2 separate regions of the Anas platyrhynchos genome follow, and region 1 is linked to region 2. The links are chromatin contacts, called in public Hi-C maps. All regions are on one chromosome and are shown on one strand. The core of a region is the stretch at or near the end of the contact, and the rest is flanking DNA. Distances in the headings are between cores, read along the strand shown. Region 1 holds the start of DCBLD1 (discoidin, CUB and LCCL domain containing 1). Region 2 overlaps DCBLD1 (discoidin, CUB and LCCL domain containing 1).

Region 1 (4,648 bases), core at 855-3,354, 52 kb after region 2:
ACCAGCTGGTGGGAGACACCAGTGGCCACAATTCAGAATTAGCTGAAACTCAGGCCTGATTCACTCTGGCACTTCTCGTGCTCCATTACAACTTTTAAGTCAAGGTGAGAAGCTTGTGTAACAGGAAGTTTGTCTCCACTTATCCTTATCACCTCCCTCCACTGGTGCGGCTGCAGAACACTTAGCCCCTAATTGATAGGGCAATATCAATAAACAAACAAGTAGAATAATGCCCCCCTAAGGAGAAAGGGAAGATTTGGGTCAAAATCTCTTCCGCTCTCTAGACACTGGGCAGACTTATAAATGTGAGTTTAGGAATAAGGTTTACCTGGTTGTCTTAGGACTTCTGTTTCTGTGCTGTTGGTTTGATGGCAGAAACATTTCAGACATGAGTAAGAAACAACAAAAGCGCCTTTACCACTCAGTTTTGGAATACAGACAAGGAGTCGGAGTCATGCTTAATTGCTGAAGTGCCACTGCATGCACTAAAACCCCCAGAAATCCCAGCAAACTTACTAACCAACTCTCCAAGTGACTTTGTCCTTGAGGTCATCATGACAAAACATTGGTACGAAAGGAGGCAAAAACACACACCACCACAACAGAACACAGATGGATAGAGAGGAAGTTTTTTTTAACCATCTCTGTTTCCCAGATCATATCAAATTGGAGTCTCAAAAGTGGGAAATACATATTGAGGATAGCACAGCAAAGTTTCAAGAGGAAAAACAAAGCTATTGCATGAAGCTGATAAGTGGAAATGTCACTTGGCTTGTACCAGTTTTTCCCCAGTGGAAGTTTGTATCAGAAATCCCCATAACTAGGAAGTTAGGGAAAAAAATAGGTATAAATCAGCCAAATAAAGTGCTTTGTGGCACTGCCTGGATGCTACGCTAACCCACAGCACCGGGTGTTGGAATTTGCAGCCAGATTTGATACGGGGACTATCAGCTTGCCTGAAATGTGCTGTCAGGCTCATTACTATGCCTAACTTCCAGCACAACTTCGGTGGTAGCTGTCAGTGAACTCCTCTAAGATGGATGCACCGGGCCGGGCAATGCCACAGCCGGCAGCTCGCAGTTGCCCCGCAGCAAAAGCCAGCTGGATTCGCAATTCACACGGGAAGCTCAGCTGCGAGCCATACACAAACATAGGGCAAACAGAGCAGCTCCCGGGCCCTCGTTTCACCAAGCTGCGGGATCCCAGCGAAATCCCCACCAAACTTTGTCTCGGCCGGAGCAGGCGCTGCTCTTCCCGGCGGGGCTGCAGGTGAGCAGCCCGGGCTGCGGGGCGGGGGCTGCCGGTACCGGGAATGGGCTCGGGCCCCTGCAGCAGCCCCATCCCCATCTTCATCTCCATCCCCATCCTCATCCTCATCCCATCCCATCCCCACCGCCGGAGCAGAGCCGGTGCCGAGCCCGGGCGCCCCCGGGGCCGCGGGCGCCGCGCCTCCAACTTGCCGCGGACTTTTCCCCGCTGCCGCGACTTCGGGAAAAGAAGAGCAGAAGGGACCCACGAGGAACACCCCCCGACTAGCGGAGGACGAGGGGAGCGGGAGGACACGCTCTCCCTCAGGCCGGTTACCGCCGTAATCTCGCAGCTCCTCGGAGCGGGGATAAAGGCGGCGGGGATTAACCGGGTCAGCTGCGCGCAGCCCACGGACCCCCCCGGGACCCCCCGGACCCTCTCCCCGGGGCGAGGGCAGCTGCCGGCTCCCAGGAGGGGGGCGACCTCCCCCGGCTGCCCCCTGCCCCCGGACTCACCCAGCTTCTCCGCCCGCAGCCAGAGCGGGGCCGAGGCTCCCAGCAGCAGCGAGAGCAGCAGCGAGGGGGCGGCCCGCGCCCCCCCGGCGGGGCTCATGGCTCCGGCACAACTTCCCCGCTTCCCTCCCGCTCCTTTCTCTTCCTCTCCTCCTCCTCCTCGCCGGGGCGGCCCCGGGGCCGGCCCTCCTGCCCTCCGAGGGGGGCGGCCGCCCCCTCGCATCCCTCTGCCGCAGGTGCCGAGCAGGAGCAGGGGCCGCACGGGTGCCCCCCCCCGAGCCGCGCTGCAGCGCTGCCGCCGCCTGCCCGGGCTGGGGGTGGAGAGAGGAAGCGGGAGAAGGGGCAGCGCCGCCCTTCCCATCGGGCTGCCTCCTCCTCCTCCTCCTCCTCCTCCTCCTCCTTTTCCTTCTCCCGCCAGCCCCGCTGCCCCCTCCCGGGGCTGCCGCTCCGCCCTGCCGCTGCTTTTCGCCGCCTACAAGCTGAACCCCTCCGGACCTGCCCGGCCCCAGGGGGGCGACCTATGGCACAGGTGGGGGCGGCCCCGTGCGCTGCTGAGGCGGCTGCTGGCCCCCAAAAAGAGCCCACTTGCAACCCACCTGGAGTCCTGGAGACAACCGGTGGTTATTAGCTCCTACAGGACTTTAGGGAAGGGCAAGCCTATAACCTTTATCCCAGCTGAGCTCGTGTTTCGCAAATGGTAACATCTGTTTGTTAACTTCCTTACAGGCACTGTTATACATAGTCACCAGGCACGTTTTTTACCCAGTACATTACAATCTTATATACACGAATTTAATACAGATTTTTAGGACTCAAGACTTACCCTTTCCTTACAAAGGAGGGTGTGAAGTCTTGTCTAAAGCATTAGACCTGGCACAAGGCGGTGTTTGATACTGCCGCACTTTAGAGGAATTCTCGCTGGACCTCATCAGCGAGAGCCGGCATCAGGCTGGCTGAACCACGGAGGCTGTGGTGGGTGCCTGGCCTCGAGGAGCTGAAGGCTGAGAGAATTTGGAAAAGGAGTGTGTCCATGTGAATGCAAGGGGCCTGTTCATGGACTCGTCTCGCAGATCATTAGGAAAAGATCCATACAGCTGATGGAGATTATGGATGGAAAGGGGCAAGAAAGTCAAACTCTGCAACAGCTTCAAGTCTGAATTTAAAAATAACACAGAATTGGTAAAGCTGGTAATGCAGAATTGAGCAGCCTGGACTTGTGGGAGGTGTCCCTGCCCATGGTGGGGGGTTGGAAAAAGATGGCCTTTAAGGTCCCTTCCAACCCAAGCCATTCTGTGGTCCTATGACTCTAAAAATATTGTAGTTAAAGAAAATAGCTTCTCCTATACCAAATATTGTTTTAAAATCTACAAACGAGACTCAACAAAATGAAAACACCAGGGAGAGGAAACAAATAGCACACTCTGATACATCCTCTGCAGCATCTACACTTGAATGAGTTGCAGTTATTGAAAAGCAATATAACAGCATCCTAGCATACATTGTTTTGTATCAGTTTTGGTGGGCCATCAAAACCAGTGACTCACACATGGGGTTGTACTGGTAATTACACTGATTTGCATTCCATCGGCTGAGAGCTAGAATATGTTCTTTCATAATAGGGTCAGGTTTTAGTTGCGATTATATTTGTTAAGTGTTATGACAAATATAGGCAAAACAAAACTAAAAAAGCCCACCCTGCAAAGTCAATTTCAAGTCACCTTAGGGATGCAGTGTTGCAATAAACCACGTCTGGTGATCTTGTGCAATTTAATAAGCAAAAACCTCTGTCATGGTGCTTGCAGGTAATATTGCTGGTGCTGAGCTCTCAGCAGATCCTGGCAGTTGGTGCAGGCAGGTAAGCAGCCTTAGAAGGCCAAAGAAGCTTTTGTCTGTCACCCACCTTTAAGGGTTTCAGAGGGAGAAGGAAGGTGAGTTGGCAGATGTTGGGAAAGGAAGCTTTCTCCTTCTCCTGGGCACCGGAGGCTTGACAATACCCTCTGGGATGGATAGCTAGAGAATAATTTGCTTCATGGTTATTTTTATTCCAGCAATTTGTAGAGGAACAATAAGTCACGCCCTGGAGACTAGGGCTGTAAAATACCTGGGAGCGGTATTTGTTTTCCTTTCATGACTGCTGAAGGAGTTTGCTGTGCAGGAGAGCACTTGCAGGAGGAAGGGCAGGCAGCCCGTCTCCTCAGTCTTCCCACGGCCCTGGGTTCCAGCCACGTGTTTCCTCTTGCAAATGTGCTCAGTGCTCAGGTGGAAACTCCACACCTCTTCCAGAAGGTGTTGGAAGCGCAGGTTTCCTATCGACTTCAGCACGGTAATGAATAACGTAATCAGTGCTGAAACTTCTGTATTATTTATTTTGCTATTAAATTCACATTACTTTATCATGCCCTCTCTCTGTCAGTTTTCAATATGCTGTAGGCAAGGAACTTACTGTCAGCTCCCAAGATTAAATAATCATTAAGATGAATGAAGTAGTAGATAGCTCTCAAAGCTATTATTCAGGGACTTGTGTAACCCCCATCACATTGCTACATCAGTTTATGCATACTTTTTCAAACTTCCCTTTGTGAGAAGGAGAATTAAGACCAGCTTTTACATAAATGCAGTTTTAAAGGCAAGGACTTTGAGTCAAGGCAAAAGATTTATTCAGAAAGAAAGCATACATGGAGCCTAGCTAACACCTTGTGAGGATGCCTCTCAGTGGGTGCTTCACAATATGAAAACTCCCCGGCGGATCACTTCTTGAGAGCTTAGTGCAGCTGATGTTGTTCACTAACACTGACTTAACTTCAGAGAGACAGGATTCACACAGTGATGTGGGCAAGCTGTGCTTTTTTTTTTTTTTTTTTTTCAGTATGAGGACACTCTTTTCCTTT
Region 2 (5,125 bases), core at 251-2,750:
AAAAAGATGGGTCCTGTCTTTTGTGACACAGCACTGTATGCACTAAGGCATGTGTGGAAGAGAAAGTAAGAGCTGTCCACAACCTTTTCACATCCATGTATGACTCTCATGTTTCCATGTTACAGGCCTACTTTATCCAGGTCACCAGATTCAAATTTTATAAAACTGTCTGTCAGAGCAGATGGTGTCACTTAAGGATAAATAGCTTAGCCATAGATGTGAAGAAAAGCCGCCTCTTCAAGTAAGGTCTGCTAGCGCATCTCAGGCTTTATCACCTATGTCTTGTCTCCCTGCATGACAGAGAGTTTTTAACAGGTTTGTGATTGGTGTTCTCAAAGATCTTTACATTTTTCGGTGGGCTTGATTAGTTGATACAGCTCTGGACAAATGGTAGCATATCTGTCTGTCTCAGTTTGTCCATCTGTGGAATGGGTTGCCTGGGCCACAAAAGCTTAGATGTGCAATACATTTGGGAAGGCTGAAGTTTCTCGTATGTGCCCAAGGCATCAAATTGTTCAAACCAATGGCTTGGAAGTGGCTAATGTAACTTGCTGTCTTTCTAGCCTGTTGTCCTCTACAGCCTGTTGTTCCATTCTTTTATGGTCAGTGTCACCATCTCTGCTCTCTGTCACTCCTCATGTAGCTCTTTGGGAGACTTCTGATAAGCTCTCCCTGGGTGCGTTAGGCTTCCGCCACTGCTGGATGTTTCTGTATTGTTTGTGTTAAATTGTCGCTAGTATTTCTTTGATGGCTAGAACTTTGGTTTTATTTCTTGTCTACCTACAAGAGAAAAAGTGTATGTTTTACGGTCTGTTATTGTCTGTTAATATCTGATTCAATTGAGAGAATTTTGCAGTCCGAGTAACTTGTTATTTTGCAGATTTTCTCACTCCTTTTACTAGCTCAGACTCACAATAGGAAACGCTTGATATTCAGAGTTATTGCTTATCTTCAGGTGGGCAGATAATGCAGATCTTTAAGGGAGCTTTTCCAGTCAGGTCAGTTAGAAAATTTGTGTCTACCCAAAATTATGGATTCCTGAAGTCAGTCCCGGATAGTGGTCAGGACATGTGAGCCTTAATTACAGCAGCATGTCACCAACGTGGGCTTATATTTTTGGTTATGCTGAAAAATGATGTTGTGCTGTAAATTAATTGTCTCCTTCCTGAATTTCTCTTTCAGATAACTCTGTCTGTATAAAAGTAAGTGAGTTGATAATCTCTTGGATGTTGTGTGGGCTCTTGGTAGAGGCGTTGCTAGTGGCTAAATAAATAATGAATTAACTCAGCCCGAAACAACAGCTTACTGAATAACCTCTGCATACAGTAAGTGGAGAATGTTTTTCAGGACTTTTCAGATCCATAATGTGATGCCAAGCCTAAACATATGGTGAAATTTGAATGAAAATTCTCCAAATTCTCATGTCCAGACTATACAATGAGATAACACAGAAAGGCAGATGTTAGGCGTCCTCCTTATCATTTACAGCACGAGTTTTCCCCAACTAAGGATGTCTCCCCTCTTGTCTTTATCTAGTTTAGAAACACTTTGACCCCTTCTTGTATGCCCTTTGTAGCTGGTAGGACTGCACCAAGGGGCTTCAAAAAAAAAAAAAAATAGCAATCAGGAGTTTCTATTTTGAGTTTCAAAGTTATTGTGTAGTAATGGCACCTTCCCTTTAAATAAGCAGGTTCCTTGAAACTTATTCAGTCTTCAATAATTCATAGACATTGCCACTGCTCCTTTATAATGTTGTTTGTCTTGTTAACCTCACGCAGCTATAGCAGAGTATTTTTTTAGTATACGTGTCAGGTTCAACAGTACTGATGAGGTTCAAGTGAAAAGATAAATTCTACTCATTTACCCCATGCTGTACTATTGCAGAGGGGGTTGGAGGTCAGTACAGGCTTACATCATCACTGACATTGGAAAGAAGCAAGTAGAATGGATTTACTTTTATGGAAAAAAAAAAAGGAATAAAGAAAAAAGGAATGCAGCAACATGACCTTGTCATTCCTGCAGTCCAGACTGATTACAGGCTAAAGGGAGCTGTTTGGACACCCGCTCGCTGACCAAACCTAACCTGGTTTGGAGAGAGGATTAATGGAAGAACACTGATGGATTTTTACAAGGTTGATTTTCAGTGGATACCTGACCCTGCAGGACTTCTATGAGACCTCTGGCTCATTTCTTAGAGGTCACAAACCTCTTGTTCAGAGGTAATTGCTTTTTGTTACTCACCGCCAGTGAAATGAATTTGAGCTGCATGGAGAGAAACTACTGGTTTAGCAAAAACAAACTAACACAAACCAAAAAACAAACAAACAAACAAACAAAAAAAAAAAAACCTGCCTGACTTTGGCAAAAGCCAGGACACAGACCAATAATTACACTTTGTTTAATGTTTATTAACTACCTCAGTGGTGACTTTATATGCACAGTTTTGAAGGTGTTGCCACAGTGCAACGCTACTGTTTTAAGGTCAAGAGGTTTAAGCGTAACTTAGTGCTAATAGTATACTTTGTTATGGCAACTGCACTTCTTTGCTGTGGTTTTTAGATTCTTCAGAGGTACTGGGTGAGTGAGGCCTTGTGCTGGATAGCGGCAGCAGTCGCCACCTGTGTTACACAGACACAAAATGGAGGCTGCCTGGGCGGGTCACAACAGTGGTGGCCTGGGGGCTCCCTTAGCACCTCTCCAGAGGTGTGGGCTCTGTCACTTACTGACATTGGGCACCTGGCTTGCTCTGCACTGCAACTGCAGGTTAGATAGATCATCTGAGCACTGTAAGGCCTCTGCTGCCTTCTCCCGTCTGCTGTATGGCCACAAGTCCATTTTCTGCCCATGCATCCCACTGCAGCTCAGCAGACAGTGTCCCAAAAGCCTGGCAATGACAGGGTGGCACTGGGGAGGACACAGCAATCCGTGTCATACATCTGCATGGCAGAGAAGACTCCAGCACCACAGAAAAACAAATCATACCTGTCAATGATAGTGACCCACCAAGCACTTAATCAGTCAAGTGTCTGTTCCTGTCATGGGGCCTACAGCCTGACATTCCCATCCTGTGCAGGAAAAGTTTGTGTCTTAGACTGGCTACATACACATTTGTGTATTTGTTGTGGTGTTTGGAGAATCTACTAATTTATTTATTTATTTATTTATTTATTGGGGTGGGAGTCTTTCTTCGGTTCCTTCGGTTAGCGACGAGCAGTGACAATGTGTGACCCTGTTCACAGCACAGTCAGAGGCTTGCTATCGACGGCGGCTGGAACAGGTAGATCCTTAGGGCTGTGACCAGTTAATATTTAACCTTCTTGTGAACTCTGGCGCGGTTTTACTGTTCCAGCCTACTGGGAGCAACTGCTCAGGAGAGGAGTTTGGTACTGAATCACTGCTGAAAGTCTCCGTTAACCAGATGGTCAGCCTCATAAAGAGGTTAGACTCTGCTCTGCCACAATCTCTAGCGACGTTGGAGGGAGACCCAGTGCAAATGCAGCCCTTCCTACTGTGTTAATGGTTTGAAACAGGGCCTGTCTTAGAAGGAAGATTTTTAATTATGTGGCGTTTGCTAAGTCTGGCTGTGTTATACCTGCAGCTGGTTTTGGCTGTGAAAACAGGCTGGGGCAGGCAAGCCGGAGAAGCCATTCTGAGGCGGAGCACGAGGATGAGCCACCACAGCTGGGAGATTCGGGCAATCCCTTTCCTTCCTACATCAGGGTTTAGTATCGCTGCCACCATCAGAATGGAGAGACTACACAGGTAGGAAATTACGTGCATATCTGCTGTGAGGGTCACCAAAAACTGTTTCCCAGGCTGAGGGGGAGAATGCCACTATGGCACCTGCAGCGTGCCGCAGATGCAGGATACATGTGGCTGAGGCATGCCAAAAGGTTGTTATAATACAAGCCGTGGCATCGATTGCCTGCTGCTGTTGCACTGCTACATTATCTTGGTGCCTCATTAGGTGGGGAATAGCTCTGATTACTGAGCTCTGCTTGTTTGTGAAGTGACAAGTCAGGCTAATCAGCTGTGTGGGTGCAGTATTGGTTACAGCCTCACTGGGGGGGCATCCTTATCCTCTCCTCAATTATGTGCTTCCAGCAGCAGGGTTGGGCACAGAAGTTTGTTCGTGGGCGCTTCTTCTCTAGAGATTATGGACAGAGAAGCCAGGCTAAATGGGGCACTGAGATAATCTTTTTTTAGCCTGTCATACTGAGAACGTAAATTGCAGCCTCGCAACTGGCACTTTTGCAGAGAGTAAGGAACACTTATTTCTCACCCTGCAGGATATGTGACAAGAGTGGGTGTGCAGTGATGATAAAGTCACCAAGTTAAGTACCAGGCCTGTGTGACTGATTTACAAATACCAGTGTGCTTTATTTACATAGACATGTAAACAACAGAAGGTAAACAACACCACCCAGCTCGGTCTAACAAACAGGCTGCTGCTGCTTCGCTTCAGAACCTGAGGTGTTTTATACATTTCACAGAAACTGTATTGACAGTGAACACAAGAGGACTACAAGGTTAGCTCGACTCTTTCTTCTTTGCACAGGAATTGCATGCACTGTGCATTGGCGTGACAGAACTGTACCACTGAGGCCACAAAACAAGCATACGTGAAGAACCCACTAAGAGCTTTTCTTAAGGTCAGATATGGCTTGAGTTAGCAAGATTTGTATGTAGTGTCACTACAGCTGTTCTGTGTTCTTACAGCACTTTCCATCCCAGGATCTGAAAGCGCTTTAGGACCAAACAGCAAATCTTTGCTGCATCCTTTGCAAACGATCCCATTTACACGTAAGAAAACAGAGCGCCTTGAAACGGTGACTTTCCCAGAGCTCACGTTTAGTGGTCTAATTTCCCATCCCTGTGCCTTAAATATAGCACCGTTCTTCCTTCCCAGAAGTATATAACTTCTTGATATTTGAGGACACGCTTTCAAAGTTAAGGTAAGGCTCCAAGTGCTGCGAGTAGAAGGGCAGCGGATGGTCCCAATCACCACTGAAGCTGTTTAGCTTCAATGACGCCGCTGCTGAAAGAGGAGCCAACTACTGTGCAATACATTGCACCCATCCCCAAGCTTTTTCAAGTTTGTCCAAAAATGGAATTCATGATAACA

What was found. A called contact is a pair of places that touch in the nucleus more often than the background predicts.
Region 1: a contact with region 2 is called in a Hi-C map of F5 follicle, with 2.4 times the contacts expected there. The contact joins the promoter of DCBLD1 here to the enhancer-like site in region 2. A contact is called at or near these places in 2 of 8 Hi-C or Micro-C datasets (F1 follicle and F5 follicle).

Annotation. Positions count from the first base shown.
Region 1 is chr3:69,494,822-69,499,469 of IASCAAS_PekinDuck_T2T, forward strand. DCBLD1 (discoidin, CUB and LCCL domain containing 1) reads right to left here and starts at 2,105. Exons shown (of 16, transcript XM_038177004.2): 1 at 1,764-2,105. The coding sequence starts at 1,983.
Region 2 is chr3:69,443,716-69,448,840 of IASCAAS_PekinDuck_T2T, forward strand. DCBLD1 (discoidin, CUB and LCCL domain containing 1) reads right to left here. Exons shown (of 16, transcript XM_038177004.2): 16 at 4,357-5,125. Among named protein-coding and RNA genes, the nearest start is that of GOPC, 36 kb to the left of the region's middle. Within about 2 kb of position 1,501, at least 4 of the 8 cell types and tissues checked have an H3K27ac peak or open chromatin away from gene starts, as enhancers often do. A contact at or near this core is called in F1 follicle and F5 follicle, where this site is marked.